2 separate regions of the Macaca mulatta genome follow, and region 2 is linked to region 1. The links are chromatin contacts, called in public Hi-C maps. All regions are on one chromosome and are shown on one strand. Each heading gives the region's core, a stretch centred on a gene start, on an enhancer-like site or on the middle of the called end of the contact. The rest is flanking DNA. Distances are from core to core; before and after follow the strand shown. Region 1 holds the start of HINT1 (histidine triad nucleotide binding protein 1). Region 2 holds the start of CDC42SE2 (CDC42 small effector 2).

Region 1 (7,237 bases), core at 3,678-6,177:
AGGATCCTGTGGCAAATACCTAGTCTCACTGTGTCATCCTGTTTGTTTTTTGGTTCTATCTACAGTCAATTTGTCTCTATTTACACAAGGAGTCCACTTGTGTGTTGCCAGTTTTCTTCCCTATAAAAGTTAAAGGGGAGAAGGTTGGCGAGAGCAAAGAACTTTAACTCCCATTTCACTGCTTATGCTTTCCCATTGTGAGAGAAAAAAGTTGAGAAGGTTAACTTCAACATTCTAAAAAGCTCTCAGGAAAGGGAACTCCTTTAATTCCTATGGCAAGAAAAGAGCGAAGGGAGAGAATCTTACATTTCTAGTCTCATTACCTTAGTAAGCCCCAGGACAGTGGACTCCGCTTACCTTATTTATGCAGTGAGGTCCATTGTACAGGTGGACAATGGACAAAAATTGTAAGTTGGGGAAATTATGATTTTTCAACTTTACAATGGTGTGGAAGCGATATGCATTCAGGAGAACCCATACTTCAAATTTTGATCCTTTTCCAGACTAGTGATATGCAGTAAAATACTCTTACATGAGATATTCAACTTTGTTACAGAATAGGCTCTGTATTAGATGATTTTGCCCAACTGCAGGTTAATGTCAAATGTTCTGAGCAAGCTTAAGTTAGACTAGGCTAGGCTATAATGTTCAGTAAGTTAGGTGTATTACGTGCATTTTCGACAGACATACAGTATTTTTAACTTATGATGGGTTTATCAGCATGTAACCCTATCTTAAGTTGATGAGCATCTATATAAAATTTTGTACAGCAGGTACCTATACTGGTCACAAAATTTAATTATTAATGAGCAGTTTTAAAACTGGTTCGTAAATGTTTCCTGGCAAACAACTGTCTTCTAAGTAAAAGAGCTGACCTTAAAACACCAATTTAGAATGTTAACTGAGTAAAAATTCACATTTTATTATCCTTATAGAAAAGAGCTGCATTGGAGTAAGAAGCTCTGACCTTAAAATGCCATGACTGTCTAATTATACTAAATGGTAAAAATTTGTATTCTGGGGCCAGACGCGGTGGCTCACACCTGTAATCCCAGCACTTTGGGAGGCCGAGGTGGGCAGATCACCTGAGGCTGGGAGTTCGAGACTAGCCTGACCAACATGGAGAAACCTCGTCCCTACTAAAAATACAAAATTAGCCAGGCGTGATGGCACATGCCTGTAATCCCAGCTACTCAGGAGGCAGAGGTTGTGGTGAGCCGAGATTGTGCCATTGTACTCCAACCTGGGCAACAAGAGCAAAATTCCATCTCAAAAAAAAAAAAAAAGTGTATTCTGAGGTTTTAATGCTACTGCATATAAAATGGTATTTTACCATTAAGTACTCGCTCTAATCTTTGAACTCTGTGATTTGTACAAATATATTGAATTAAAAATTAATGTCCTGAAGTTTCTAAGTTTCAGAAATAACGTCTCACTTTAAAAAGTATCCCCAAGTAAATACAACTGACCCTTGCACAACATGGGTTTGACCTGTGCAGATCTACCCATAGGCAAATTTTCTTCTGCCTCTGCCACCCCTGAGACAGCTATAGCTAGACCAACCCCTCCTCTTCCTCAGCCTACTCAACATGAAGATGACAAGGATGAAGACCTTTATGGTTCACTCCACTTAATGAATAGTAAATATATTTTCTCTTCCTTACGATTTTCTTAATAACCTTTTCTCTAGCTTACTTTACGAATACAATAGGCCAGGTGCAGTGGCTCACGCTTGTAATCCCAGCACTTTGGGAGGCAGAGGAGGGCAAATCACAAGGTCAGGAGATCGAGAGCATCCTGACTAACACAGTGAAACTCCATCTCTACTAAAAATACAAAAAATCAGCCAGGTGTGGTGGCGGGCGCCTGTAGTCCCAGCTACTCGGGAGGCTGAGGCAGGAGAATGGTGTGAACCTGGGAGGCGGAGTTTGCAGTGAGCCAAGATCGGGGGCACCACTGCACTCCAGCCTGGGTGACAGAGCAAGACTCCATTTCAAAAAAAAAAAAAGATAATAGCAAGTGTTGATAAGGATATGGAGAAGATGGAATGCTCATTCATTGCTGGTGGGATACAAAATGATGCAGCAACTTTGGAAAACAGCTGGGCAATTGAAATCTTAATGGTTTTTCTAGTTTTTCCTTAATAATGACCTTAGGAAGATGAAAATGTGACAGCACTTTAAGGACAAAATTAATCTCCCAATTTAAAAAGCAAGAAAATAAATCATGTTAGAAATTTACTTACACTTTCATCATCATCTTCTGCTGCAGAAATCTGGGATATATGTTTCTTGGGTATCACCAGAAAATGTGTTGGTGCTTGAGGGGAAATGTCGTGGAAAGCAAGGCACTAGGGAAAAGGGAAAGAAATAAATAAATCAAACTTTTAGTATATTGGTAGGATAAAACTTATTTCAACAAATATTTACTGAACAGTAACTACATGGGGAGCACTAGATGCTAAGAAAACAGAAGTGTACACATTACGAATGGTGCCGTGATCCTTTCCATGGAAGTTTTTTTGTTTTTTTGTTTTTGAGATGTAGTCTCACTGTCACCCAGGCTGGAGTGCAATGGCAAGATCTCAGCTTACTGCAACCTCCGCCTCCTGGGTTCAGGCGATTCTCTTGCCTCAGCCTCCCAAGTAGCTGGGATTACAGGCATGTGCCATCATGCCCAGTTACTTTTTGTGGTTTTGTACAGACAGGGTTTCACCATGTTATCCAGGCTGGTCTCAAACTCCTGACCTCAGGTGATCCATCCGCCTTGGCCTCCCAAACTGCACCCAGACTCCATGGAAGTCTTATGGGAAGACCAACTTTAAATACAGGTATAATCACCAAAGGTCATACATGTTAAAAAGTAAAGGATAATATGAATGATTATTACAGGAAAAGCCTGATTTAGATTGTTTAGGGACAACAACTCTGCAGTGACATTTAAACTGGGAGCCAATGAATGCATAGAAATTGGCCATGCTAATCCTTGTCTGCCTCTCCAGATCTCCTGCAACTCTTCACGTGGAACTGTCCTTCTGAGCTGTCCGCCCTCAAAGCTTTTTCAGTGATCCTCTCCCCCTCCAAACCCCAACTTCTAACTTAAACTGCTAGTCATCCCGCCATTCCATTCCCAGCACATATATGATTTCTGGAAGAAAAAAGAAAAAAAACAGAAAAAAACCTCTGATTCCCCTCCCCGTCCCATTACTCCCAGGTCAGAGTCCTAGTTGTGCAATTTCCTGTGTGTGTGTGTGTGTGTGTTTTTTCTTTATGATAGCAATCAGTTTTTTAACTACGTATTTGTCTGCTATTTGATTAATATCTATTCTCACTCTACTCAACTATTTAAGAAATATACCTATCCTTTTGTGTAAAACTGAAGAGTACATATATGATACATACTCTTCGGCATTTAGACTATTTAACACAGTGTCTGTAAATAGACGCACGACATTAATATCTTTTTTTGTATCTCTTGCTCACTGCTGAAGTGAAAACTGTTTTAATAAAACCCATCCACACTTATTTGTCTCAGGAGTAATTCTACTGGGTACTCCCTACAAAATGCTGATTCATTTAGACTGCTTCCTGCTGTTATACAGTTGGACTTCGGTGGTTCAAATGTAAATTTTTCAACAACCATTTCTCAAAGGCAACTGCAAACTTTAAAAAGAAATATTTTTTCTAAAACCAAAGAATTACCCCTGAGTAGAGACAAAGTTTTTTTTAAAAATTCGCCTGGAAGAACCTAATTAAATCTTTGATAACGTTTTGAATCTAACTAAACGACACTAGTAGAATAAATGTTTTTCTTATATTTCATATTTCCTAAATTTAACAAAACTGTTTACAAAATTGTTCTATCTAAATCATCCAATCTGCCCAGCTTTATCTGAGATCCAATCCCAAAAATACAACTGTCCACTAAATAATTTACACAATATATCTCAAAGTCACATGGGATTTCACCTACAAGAAGTCAACAAAAACTACAGTCTCAGTCTCTTGGCTTAAAATTACTTCCTGTTGAATATAAAAGGAATCATTCAGCTGTTTGTAGGCCCGACACGTTCAGCGGGAGAGGTCAACCGAAAGCAAATCCCAGACGCGGGCCCACTTCTTCTCTCAGGAGATCGCCTCGCCAGCCCAGGGTACGGCTTGGGGTGGAGACAGGGATGGGGTAGCGGTGAGGTGGCAAACCGCACACCGCGGAGGAGGCCGGCAGGCCCAGCCGGTCCGCGCACCTCCCCGCGCCCCGAGGCCCTGGAGCACAATGCCATGCCGAGCAGCGCCCAGGAACGGCCGGCCCTGGCAGGCCGGCTGTGCGCGGGAGATCGCGGAGATTGGGCATGAGTCAGGGCGCGATCGGGTTTCTCTCTGTCAGGCAGAGCGCTGGCGAGATTTCGAGATTCCTGATACAGGCGAGGTCGGAGGCAGCCGGGGAGCCGGCGGGCTTCCACGCGGGGGCCTCAGTGCGCTCCGACACGCGCCCAGGCCCCGCGGTGCCGCACCCAGGACGCCCGGCGGCCTGGCCCGCGCCCGGGGCAGATAACGAGTAACCGGAGCGCCGGCACGCGCCGGCAGGCCGCCTCGGAGTGCCCGGGCCCTGTCCCCTGGCTGGGGGCCCACTGGGCCAGGGCGGCCAGGTCCCCTGCCATCGCCGCTGCACTCGCGACCCCTCCTGTCCCTCCGCGAGAAACCCGAGGATCCGGGGACGATACCCCACCTCAGCAGGCGAGCGAGGTGGTTCACGGTACCTACCTGGTCATCCTCAAAAATGATTTTGGCTGGTATTTCCTTGCGGATGATCTTCCCGAAGATCGTGTCGCCACCAGGCCGAGCGACCTGAGCCTTGGCAATCTCATCTGCCATCTCGGCCTCTCTCCCGCGCGGCGGCCAGGGTAGAGGCTCGAAAGGAGGGAGGAACCCGCGGAGCGTGCGGCGCGAGAGGGCGCAGCCAAGCCTGCGCCGGTGCCTGCGCCCCAGTGAATCCTGCGCGTGCGCACTGGCGACCGGGGCTGCGAGAGCGGCCAGCATGCCGGAGCTCCGCAGGAACTGCGGCAGGGACGGGCAGGGGGAAGTTCCTGGTCTTGAGCTCCAAGGAGATTGCTAAGTCGTTTTTCTAGCCTCCTTTCTTGTCTCCTGGGGAATGGAGTTACTGGTATAAACCCTTCGTCTGCCTATGGACGCTTGTAGGGAAAGTTGGATACTGTAACTGACAAGATTTGACAATTCAAGTGGTGCTGGCTGCAATTTAGCACTTAGATTATTTAAGGTCTTGCTGCTGCAGCAGATTTTAAGTCCTCTCTTCAGATTTTTTTCTCTCTCTACCAGTGGTTCTCAATCTTGACTACACATTAAGATCACTTGGGGAGCTTCTGAAAATCCCCGTGAACCTGGCTGCACCCCAGATCCATTAAATAAGAATCTTTGGAGATGAGCTCCAGGCATCAGTAGTTTGTAAACCTCCCTAGACTGCTCTTCAAGGAATTTTTCCCGGCAGCAATCAACATAATGTATTAATAAAATGACCCACCTTAAAAAAACAAAACCTTCCTTAATTACCACATCCCCCTCATATCTTTGCTCCTTTTAAAAAAGTTTTCTACATACCGTGTCTGCTTTCTTTCATTTTTGTGTCCATTTCCCTCTTGTCAAGGTCACTAAGGACATCCATTTATAAAATACTATAGACAACTCCAGTTATCATACTAGACCTCTAAGTGTACGTATTAAGAAAAAGTATACCTCCTCAGTACCTTTTTTTTTTTTTAAGATAGATTCTTGCTGTGTCGCCCAGGCTCGACTGCAGTGGCACAATCTCGTTTCATTGCAACTGCTGCCTCCCGGGTTCAAGTGATTCTCATGCCTCAGCCTCCCAAAGTCGCTGGGACTACAGGCACGCACCACCACACCCGGCTAATTTTTGTATTTTTAGTAGAGACAGGGTTTCCTCATGCTGGCCAGGCTGTTCTCAAACTTCTGACCTCAGGTGATCCACCCGCCTCAGCCTCCCAAAGTGCTGGGATTACAGGTGTGAGCACAACTGCCTTTTATGATTACACGACTACTCTGTCTTGGCAAAATTATTGAATGTGGTTCCCTTTAATCTCAAATGTGTTCATTTGGTACTTTTGCTATCAAAGACATTACTGGGACAATTGGTAAAATCTAAATAATGCCTATAAGTTAGATAATAGTTTTGAAGTGATGTTAATTTCCTTTCATAACCACAGAAAAATTGTCAAAATCAGTTGGTCTGGGGTGGGGCCCTACGAGTTAGGTTTCTAACTTTCCAGGTGATAACAGTTGCTGCTAGCCTGGGAACCATACTTTAAGAACTACTGATAGAAGGGAATGTCTTTGTAGGAAAACCCCACTGAAGTATGTAAGGCTATGGGTGTCATGTCTGCAACTTACTTTCAAATAGTTCAGAGAAAAAGTGTCTGTCTATAGGTAAGTAGAGAAATAGAAAAGGATAAAGCAGTTACAATAAAATGTTAACATTTGGAGAATCTGATTGAAAGGCATATGCAAATTCTGTGTATTATTCTTGCAACTTTTTTGTGTCTGAAATTGTCAAAATAAAAAGTTAAAATGTGTGCTGGTTTGGATAATAAAAATATGGTCAGCTTTCATTCCATCTGAAGGCCTTACCATCTGTAGAGTACTGACTCTGAAGTATTTGTCTCTTGACCTACCCCTTCCCTTAATTCCAGACTGGTCTGTGACATACATTACAGCTTATTGACCACCTCCACTTAGATGGCTACCAGGCACTGCGATTTTATTTTGACTGCCTCCACAACAAACAAACCAAAACCTCCTTTTGCAGGATTCTATATCTGCAGTTGGGTGAGCAATTCATCCAATTACTCCAGCCAAAAGCGTTGAAATCATCCTTAAATCTTCTCTCTGTACTTTCAACACACATCACTTAGAATCTAATCACTTACCTCCTCTGCTTCCACTACTCTAATCCAAGCTGCTAACATCTCTTTCCTGGAGTACTTTGAAAGGCTCCTGGTTGGATAACCTCTCTGCTTCCATCGTAGTTAATTTGCCACACAGCACCCAAAATGATCTTTATAAAATATAAATCATAGTAGCACTCTCCTGCTGGTAATATGCTAGTGTATACCATCACAGAATAAAATCCAACATCCTTACCTTGGCTTATAGGGTTCTGTGTGATCAGGCCCATTGCTGCTGCTTCTACCTCATTTCTTTCCATTTCA
Region 2 (7,247 bases), core at 2,616-5,115, 96 kb after region 1:
AGCTACTCAGGAGGCTGAGGCAGGAGAATCCCTTGAACCCAGGACAGGGAAGTTGCAGTGAGCCAAGATTGCAACACTGCAATCCAGCCTGTGCGACAGAGTGAGACTCCATCTCAAAAAAAAAAAAAAAAAAAAAAAGAAGAAGAAGAAAAAATTAACAGGCCAGGTGCAGTGGCTCATGCCTGTAACCCCAGTACTTTGGGAGGCCGAGGCAGGCGGATCACCTGAGGTCAGGAGTTCGAGACCAGCCTGGCCAACATGGCAAAACCCTGTGTCAACTAAAAATACAAATATTAGCCAAGCGTGGTGGCGGGCGCCTGTAATCCCAGCTACTCGGGAAGCTGAGGCAGGAGAATCATTTGAACCTGGGAGGCGAAGGTTACAGTGAGCCAAGATTGTGCTATTGTACTCTAGCCTGGAAAACAAGAGCAAGACTCCATCTCAAAAACAAAACAAAACAAAACAAAAAAAACAAAAATTAATAGTATACTTTTAGGGAAAATCTATTTGCTTTAAAAATTTTAAGGAAAATTTATTTAAGTAAAAGATTGCAGAATCAGGCCAATGTGGCTGTTATATGAGCTCAAGGCTATTTAGCAGTTGGTTAGAACAATGTGTTCCTTCCTGTTGTCTTTGGTGTAATGTTTCCACTTGTTATGGACTAATAGGAATGCAAAACAGTTTCTTCTGGACTATAATAGTTGCATTTATTTTTATCAGTATTTTCACTGTATATTATGTGAGTAAATTATGAACAGTGTCTATTTTTTACCCTTGTCTTTCTTTTGGAATAAGATTTTACTCAGTAACAATTTTAAGGACAGTGTGCAGATACATCATAATGACTCTAGAAAAATTTTATGGCCTGCGCGGTGGCTCACGCCTGTAATCCCAGCACTTTGGGAGGCTGAGGTGGGCGGAACACGAGGTCAGGAGATCGAGACCATCCTGGCCAACACGGTGAAACCCCGTCTCTATTAAAAATACAAAAAATTAGCCGGGCATGGTTTCGGGCGCCTGTAGTCCCAGCTACTCGGGAGGCTGAGGCAGGAGACTGGCGTGAACCCGGGAGGCGGAGCTTAGTGAGCCCAGATCGCGCCACTGCACTCCAGCCTGTGCGACAGAGCAAGACTCTGTCTCAAAAGAAAAAAGAAAAAAAAGAAAAATTTTATTTAGTATTACTGTAATTACAAACTACAGATTAACATTGATGAAATACATTGTCAATGTTTTTATAAACAAAAGTCTTTACTTTTATTAAAAAAATCAAATTGTTATGTAATCTGTAGCTTTAAATTGTTTTAAATCATAAAGGATAAATTAAATGTATAAAGAGACTTCTATGAATATAACATTGAGCAAATAATTATGCACACATACTCTACAAAAAGTATCATCCAGGCCAGACGCTGTGGCTCACGCCTGTGAGCACTTTGTGAGGCGAGGAGGGCGGATTGTGTGAGCCTGGGAGTTTCAGACCAGCCTGGGCAACATAGTGAGACCCTGTCTACCAAAAATACAAAAATTAGCCGGGTGTGGTAGTGTGCATTTGTAGTCCTAGCTCCTTGGGAGGCTGAGGTGGGAGGATCACTTGAGCCCAGAAGACAGAGATCGCAGAGAGCTGAAATTGCACAGATTAGGCCACTGCACTCCAGCCTGGGTGACAGAGTGAGACCCTGTCCCAAAAAAAAAAAAAAAGTGTCAATTCAACTGAATGGCATTGTGTACTTGACTTTTTTTTTTTTTTAACTGATGAGAAGGGTGTATGAATAGCTATAGCAACTGAAATTATATTGTGCTATTCAATCACGTAATGTTCTGTTACAAAATATGAAAAATCTGAAAATAAATGTTTACATAATGAATACTACCCTTTATAGGTAAATGATAGAAAATTTACTATTTTTCATGGCTGAGGAAGGCATTCACACAAGGTTACTACATTTGTAATTCAAAGGGAGGCTTATAAGCACATATATCAAGTTCAGGAATTTTGTTTTTTTTTTGTTCTAGGAACTTTTTAGAATTAATAGTCTTTATGTAACCTTCCTATACTCTATCATGTTATTCTCATTCAAGAAAATAGGATTGTAGTGTATCATTGGTCAAAAAACTGCATTAAATGTCAAGTAAATGGTTATCACTGTACTCAGAGAAACTGGAAAATCAAAATGCTTATGGTATGATGTAGATAAAGATCTTATGGTTAATTGAAACAGAAACCAAGAGAAAATTTAAAATTAAAAAAATTGGTCATTTTTTGTTGCTTTAGTTTTTTTAATCTCAGGGAATTTTAAAATTTTTCATTTATTCTAGGCACTTGGGATACATCAGTTGAACAAAACAGACAAAAATCCCAGCTTCTACTAGAGAAGGCAGACACTAAAAGCTAAACATATCAAATAAATACAGTCATACCTCAGTATCCGAGGGGGACTGGTTCTAGGACCCCAACCAATATCAAAATCCTCTCAGGTCTATGATATAAAATGATATGGTATTTGCACATAACCCACATATATCCTCCTGTATACTTTATCTCCAGATTACTTATAATACAATGTAAGTACTATGTAAATAGCTGTTATATTGTATTGGGTTTTTTTTTTGTATTTTTAAATTGTTGTATTTTTTTCCCCAAATATTTTCCATCTGTGGTTGGTTGAATCCAGGAACGCAGAACCCATGGATACGGAGGGCTGACTGTGAATTACAAAGATTGTTACAAGGTGGGAAGTGTCATGGGAAGAAAGGAAAAATAGCAAGGTAGGAAAGATTGAGAATTTTTTTTTTTGGAAACAGGTGTCACTCCGTCCAGCCCAAGCTGGAGTGCAGTGACCTGATGATGGCTCACTGTAACCTAACTCCTGGCCTCAGCCTCCAGAGTACTTGGGACTATAGGCATACGCCACTACACCAGGCTATTTTTTGTGTGTGTGTAGAGACAGGGTGTCGCTATGTTGCCCAGTCTGTTCTATTTTGAAGGTACAACCAACAAGCTTTCTTCACAGATTGAAAGTGAAAATGAGAGTATGAGAGCAGTTATGGATGATATAAAGTTTTTGGCCTGAGCAACTAGAAATCCTCGCCATCAACCTAGAATGGGGAAGACCATACACTACTTATTATATTCAAAGTAGTACAGGTTTGAGAGCTTACTTCAGTGGCATTACGCTCTTTCTCTATCCTTTTGACCTCACGATAAAGTTTTGTAGGTATTTTGGTGGACTGCTGGCTGCTAGATAGGAAACTCATGTTTCTGATTTCTGAGATATGTAAAATACACACCCAAAGGAATCACAGAAGTCCAGTACATGTGTAATTTTCACGCATTTCAAATGCCAGGTAGATGATCTCGGCCTTAACCCAGTTAATGACGGATTGAACAATTCTGACTTTTACATGAAAAAGCAGTGGTCAGAGGATGGGCTCTCAACTGCCACTGAGAGACCCCTCGTCCCAAACCGCTCAGCACCCACCCACCCTCGCATGGGCGCGTCCACCGCCCCACAACGTGAGCAGACGTCGCTCCTCCGTAAGGCTGTCCGCTGCCCGGGCTGGGGTGGGAAAGGGCTCCCGCAAGCTCCCGCCCAGGTTTGGTCGCCATCTTTCGGAGCGTCCTTTCCCGCGAGTGCTGCAGCCCCGGATCTCAGGCGTCCGTTAGTTACAGAGGCCAATTCCTAACCCCCGCGGCTCGAATCCCGGGGGTCCCGCCGCCCGACTGCCGACCCTCCCATCCCGGAGGTACGGCGGGGGCGGGGCCCGGCCGGGGGCGGGGCCAACATTGCGGCCGCCGCAGCTGCGCAACGGCGCCCGCCCCTCCAGCCCCTCTAGGGGCGCGCGCCGCCTCTCGCTCCGCCCAACCGGCGCGCGAGCCTGGGCGGGGAGGGGGAGCAAGGAAGCTGCGAGCGCGCCGGGGAGCGCAGCTGCAGGCGTGGGGGCGGCAGGAGCCGCGGAGCCGGCGCTGAGAGGGGCTGCGGCCGGAGCGGGCGGCAGAGACAAAGGCGACGGTGAGTGCAGTGCCAGCGCCAGTCGCGCGTCGGCCCCTACGCCTCGCCCTCTCGGCCCCTTGGGCGGGGTCCCGAAGCCCCGAACCCTCGTCCCTGAGGGCTCTGGGGTGAGCTCGGCCCGGCCCTGCCAGCAGCGCGCTGCGGGCTGTGGGCTGAGCTTGCGTCTCCATTTCAGGTTTGGGCGAGGTCCTTATACCCTAGGACCCTGCCTTAGGTTTTTTTTCTGTTCCCTCTGAGGAATGGTTACACGCTCAGTTCATAATTCACGGCAGGCGGACGGCTGAGGCAGCCAACTGACCGCCTGATGTAAAATGGAAAGGCAGACCCCCTCCCCCCAACTTTTCAGGTCTGGAAGTCGGGAGGGTGGTGCGAGGGGCGGGCGGGGAGGGCCCGGGGTCTCTAGGTGAGGGTCTCGGGGAGCAAAGACACCTGGCTGCGGAGCCCCGACTCTTCGCCGGAGGCGCCGGATGCGTTCCGTCCGCGGGTCCTGCCGCGGTTCTCCCCGGGCCCCGGGCGTGAAAACCCCTGGCCACCTCGTCGCGGGAGCTCAGCTACTCTTACAGGTTGTTTTACCCAGTGCTTGCTGCTTTAAGTTGTGATTTTAGGCAACGGGTGTGGTAGGTAGCGGCTCCTTGATGCCGCATTCACAGCTGAAAAAAACCCCGATCCGCTGACTTCACTGTGTAAGAAACAACACTGGGGATTTCTCTTTAGCTTGCAATTACTTTAAATTATAAGCTTTTTTAGGGGAATTTTGAGGGGTGATGTGCAGTTTACAAAATTTAAATGTTTCGTTGAAGGACCTGGCTTATAGTATGTGCTCAGTAAAGTATTTGTTGAATGAATGAATCTTGAAATATCAGACAAAGCTTATCTCACATCTAGTAAAATTGAGGCACATATCCTCTTGATTATGATTAAGGAAATAATGTCGGCAAACAACATGTATTTTTGATATACGTTTGTTTTTAGTTTTTATCCCACATAACATACTGTTGTGAGTCGGTTCTTACTCTCAATACTATGAACACAGAAAATATATATCAAGTGTGGATTTTCTCTTTTGGTTTGAGAGAGGTTGGTATACGTTTTCTGTTTCTTAAAAACAGGCCTTATTTCTAACCTTTAAAAATAATGGAGAAAAAGCGGGAGTGGGACTGTATTTTGACAACCACCTTTCTATTTAATTATGAATAAAGAAGTTTATGTGTTTTTGAGAAGGGACTGTGGTATGGTCTTGCTGCATTTTGAGCAAAGGAGAACTCTAAATTTGGGGGGGAACTAATGTTGCAGTAATATAATAAAATGTCACCATTTACTCAACAGATATTCATGAAGCACCTGTTTATGGGCTGAGACCTGTGTTGCACACTGTTTCTGGGCACAAGCAAAATCCACAATTATCCTTTTCTTAAACTTGAATGTAAAGTTCTTTCCTTATTATTTATGTCACAAGTGGTGACTGTCTTAAACCCCTAGTGGCTACTTAAGTTGGGAAAGATGGCAGGTGAACTGCAGGAAGTGTAAATTCATAACAACCTTTAAAGGTTAATAAGTAACTTTGTACAGCTAAAATTATTGGATTGAGCTTTTATATTGTCACTTTAATAGAATCTATCTACATTTTAAAACGAAGAGGAAGACATTTAATAAACTAGTGTTTTAATTCTCTCCCTTGTCCCTATTAGGAGACTTTGGTACAGTGTATTTATTGAAGGGTAATGTACTTCTGGTCCTATTTTCTGTAAATAATCTTTGTAATAACATTTTCTATTTTAAAAAACCCCCAAAGATAAACAGTGGATTCCTTTTCTATAAGAAATGTTTTAAAATAAAGCTTCATTTCAGGAATTTTATTTTGTCTTTGTGTTCACCATTTACAAATAAGTGCAATTTATAAACTTGATAGTGCTGAAAAGGGAAGATTATTAGTAATAATTTGTGGTTCCATATGTGGACTTATTTTTTAGTATTTCAACTGTGATAAAACTACTAATTAAAAAGGATGAGATTTGTAGTTTTGCATTTATTCTGAACATAAGGTTGCATTGCCTATTTTAATCTATATATGTGTAAAAAACAGTAATATTGTATTTATTTCAGGAATCCAGACTAATGTGATCCAAAGTCAGTCTTGATCATTATGAAATAATGTAGATATTAATTTTTTTATAGTTAGCTTTTGTATTTAAGTGGGCTCTTTTGACTGTTAATGCTTATAATACTTATTATTGTTAAAGATAATGTTTACATTCAAATAGAACTTTCAGATTTTGGACTTACGGGCTACTAGCTGTTTTTTTTTTTTTTTTTTTGAGATGAAGTCTGGCTCCTCACCCAGGCTAGGGTGCAGTGGTGCGATCTTGGCTTACTGCAACCTCCGCCTTTGGGGCTTGAGCTGTTTTCCTGCCTCAGCCTCCCATGTAGCTAGGATTACAGACATGTGTCACCACGCCCTATTTTTTGTATTTTCAGTAGAGACAGGGTTTCTCTCTGTTGGCCAGGCTGGTCTCGAACTCCTGGTCTCAAGTGATCTGCCCGCCTCAGCCTCCCAAAATGTGCTGTGTTAGCTCTTTATTGTTGTTTCTAGAAATAATAAGGAAAGTAATGCTTAAAATTTAATGATAGAGAATTGTAATACTTTTTCTTTAAATGTATATTTCTCGGAGGAAGAGTTACCTGACAATATACCACTGATAGTCTGGTGTTGATGACATACCTAATTGTAAATGGTAATAGTGATGATAAAGAACAAGTAAGTAAGGTATGATGTGTTAAGTGAAAAGTGTTTGGCTTTTTTTTTTTTTTTTTCCTGGATAAGCACATTATCAGAATTCTTGACAATCAGCAGCTGCGTTAAAATATATTTTTCCAAGAAATCAGCACTCATAATTTATTTATTTATTTATTTATTTGAGGCAGAGTCTCACCCTGTTGCCAGGCTGGAGTGCAGTGGTGCGATCTCGGTTCACTGCAACCTCCGCCTCCGTGGTTCAAGCAATTCTCCTGCCTCAGCCTCCCAAGTAGCTGGGACTACAGGTGTGCGCCACTATGCCTGGCTAATTTTTGTAGTTTTAGTAGAGATGGGGTTTCACCATGTTGGCCATGATGGTCTTGATCGATTGACCTCATGATCTGTCTGCCTCGGCCTCCCAAAGTGCTGGGATTACAGGAGTGAGCCACCGCCCCGGCCATAATTTTTTTTTGTACCTTAAAAATACTAGTGTTTTCAAAGTA

Evidence for each region. A called contact is a pair of places that touch in the nucleus more often than the background predicts.
Region 2: a contact with region 1 is called in a Hi-C map of fetal cortex germinal zone, with 2.7 times the contacts expected there. The contact joins the promoter of CDC42SE2 here to the promoter of HINT1 in region 1. A contact is called at or near these places in 6 of 14 Hi-C or Micro-C datasets (CD4 T cells, blood, cortical neurons and 3 more).

Annotation. Positions count from the first base shown.
Region 1 is chr6:140,087,074-140,094,310 of T2T-MMU8v2.0, forward strand. HINT1 (histidine triad nucleotide binding protein 1) reads right to left here and starts at 4,928. Exons shown (of 3, transcript NM_001258104.1): 1 at 4,761-4,928; 2 at 2,246-2,350. The coding sequence starts at 4,871.
Region 2 is chr6:140,184,594-140,191,840 of T2T-MMU8v2.0, forward strand. It overlaps CDC42SE2 (CDC42 small effector 2), which reads left to right and starts at 3,866. Exons shown (of 6, transcript NM_001257601.1): 1 at 3,866-4,010.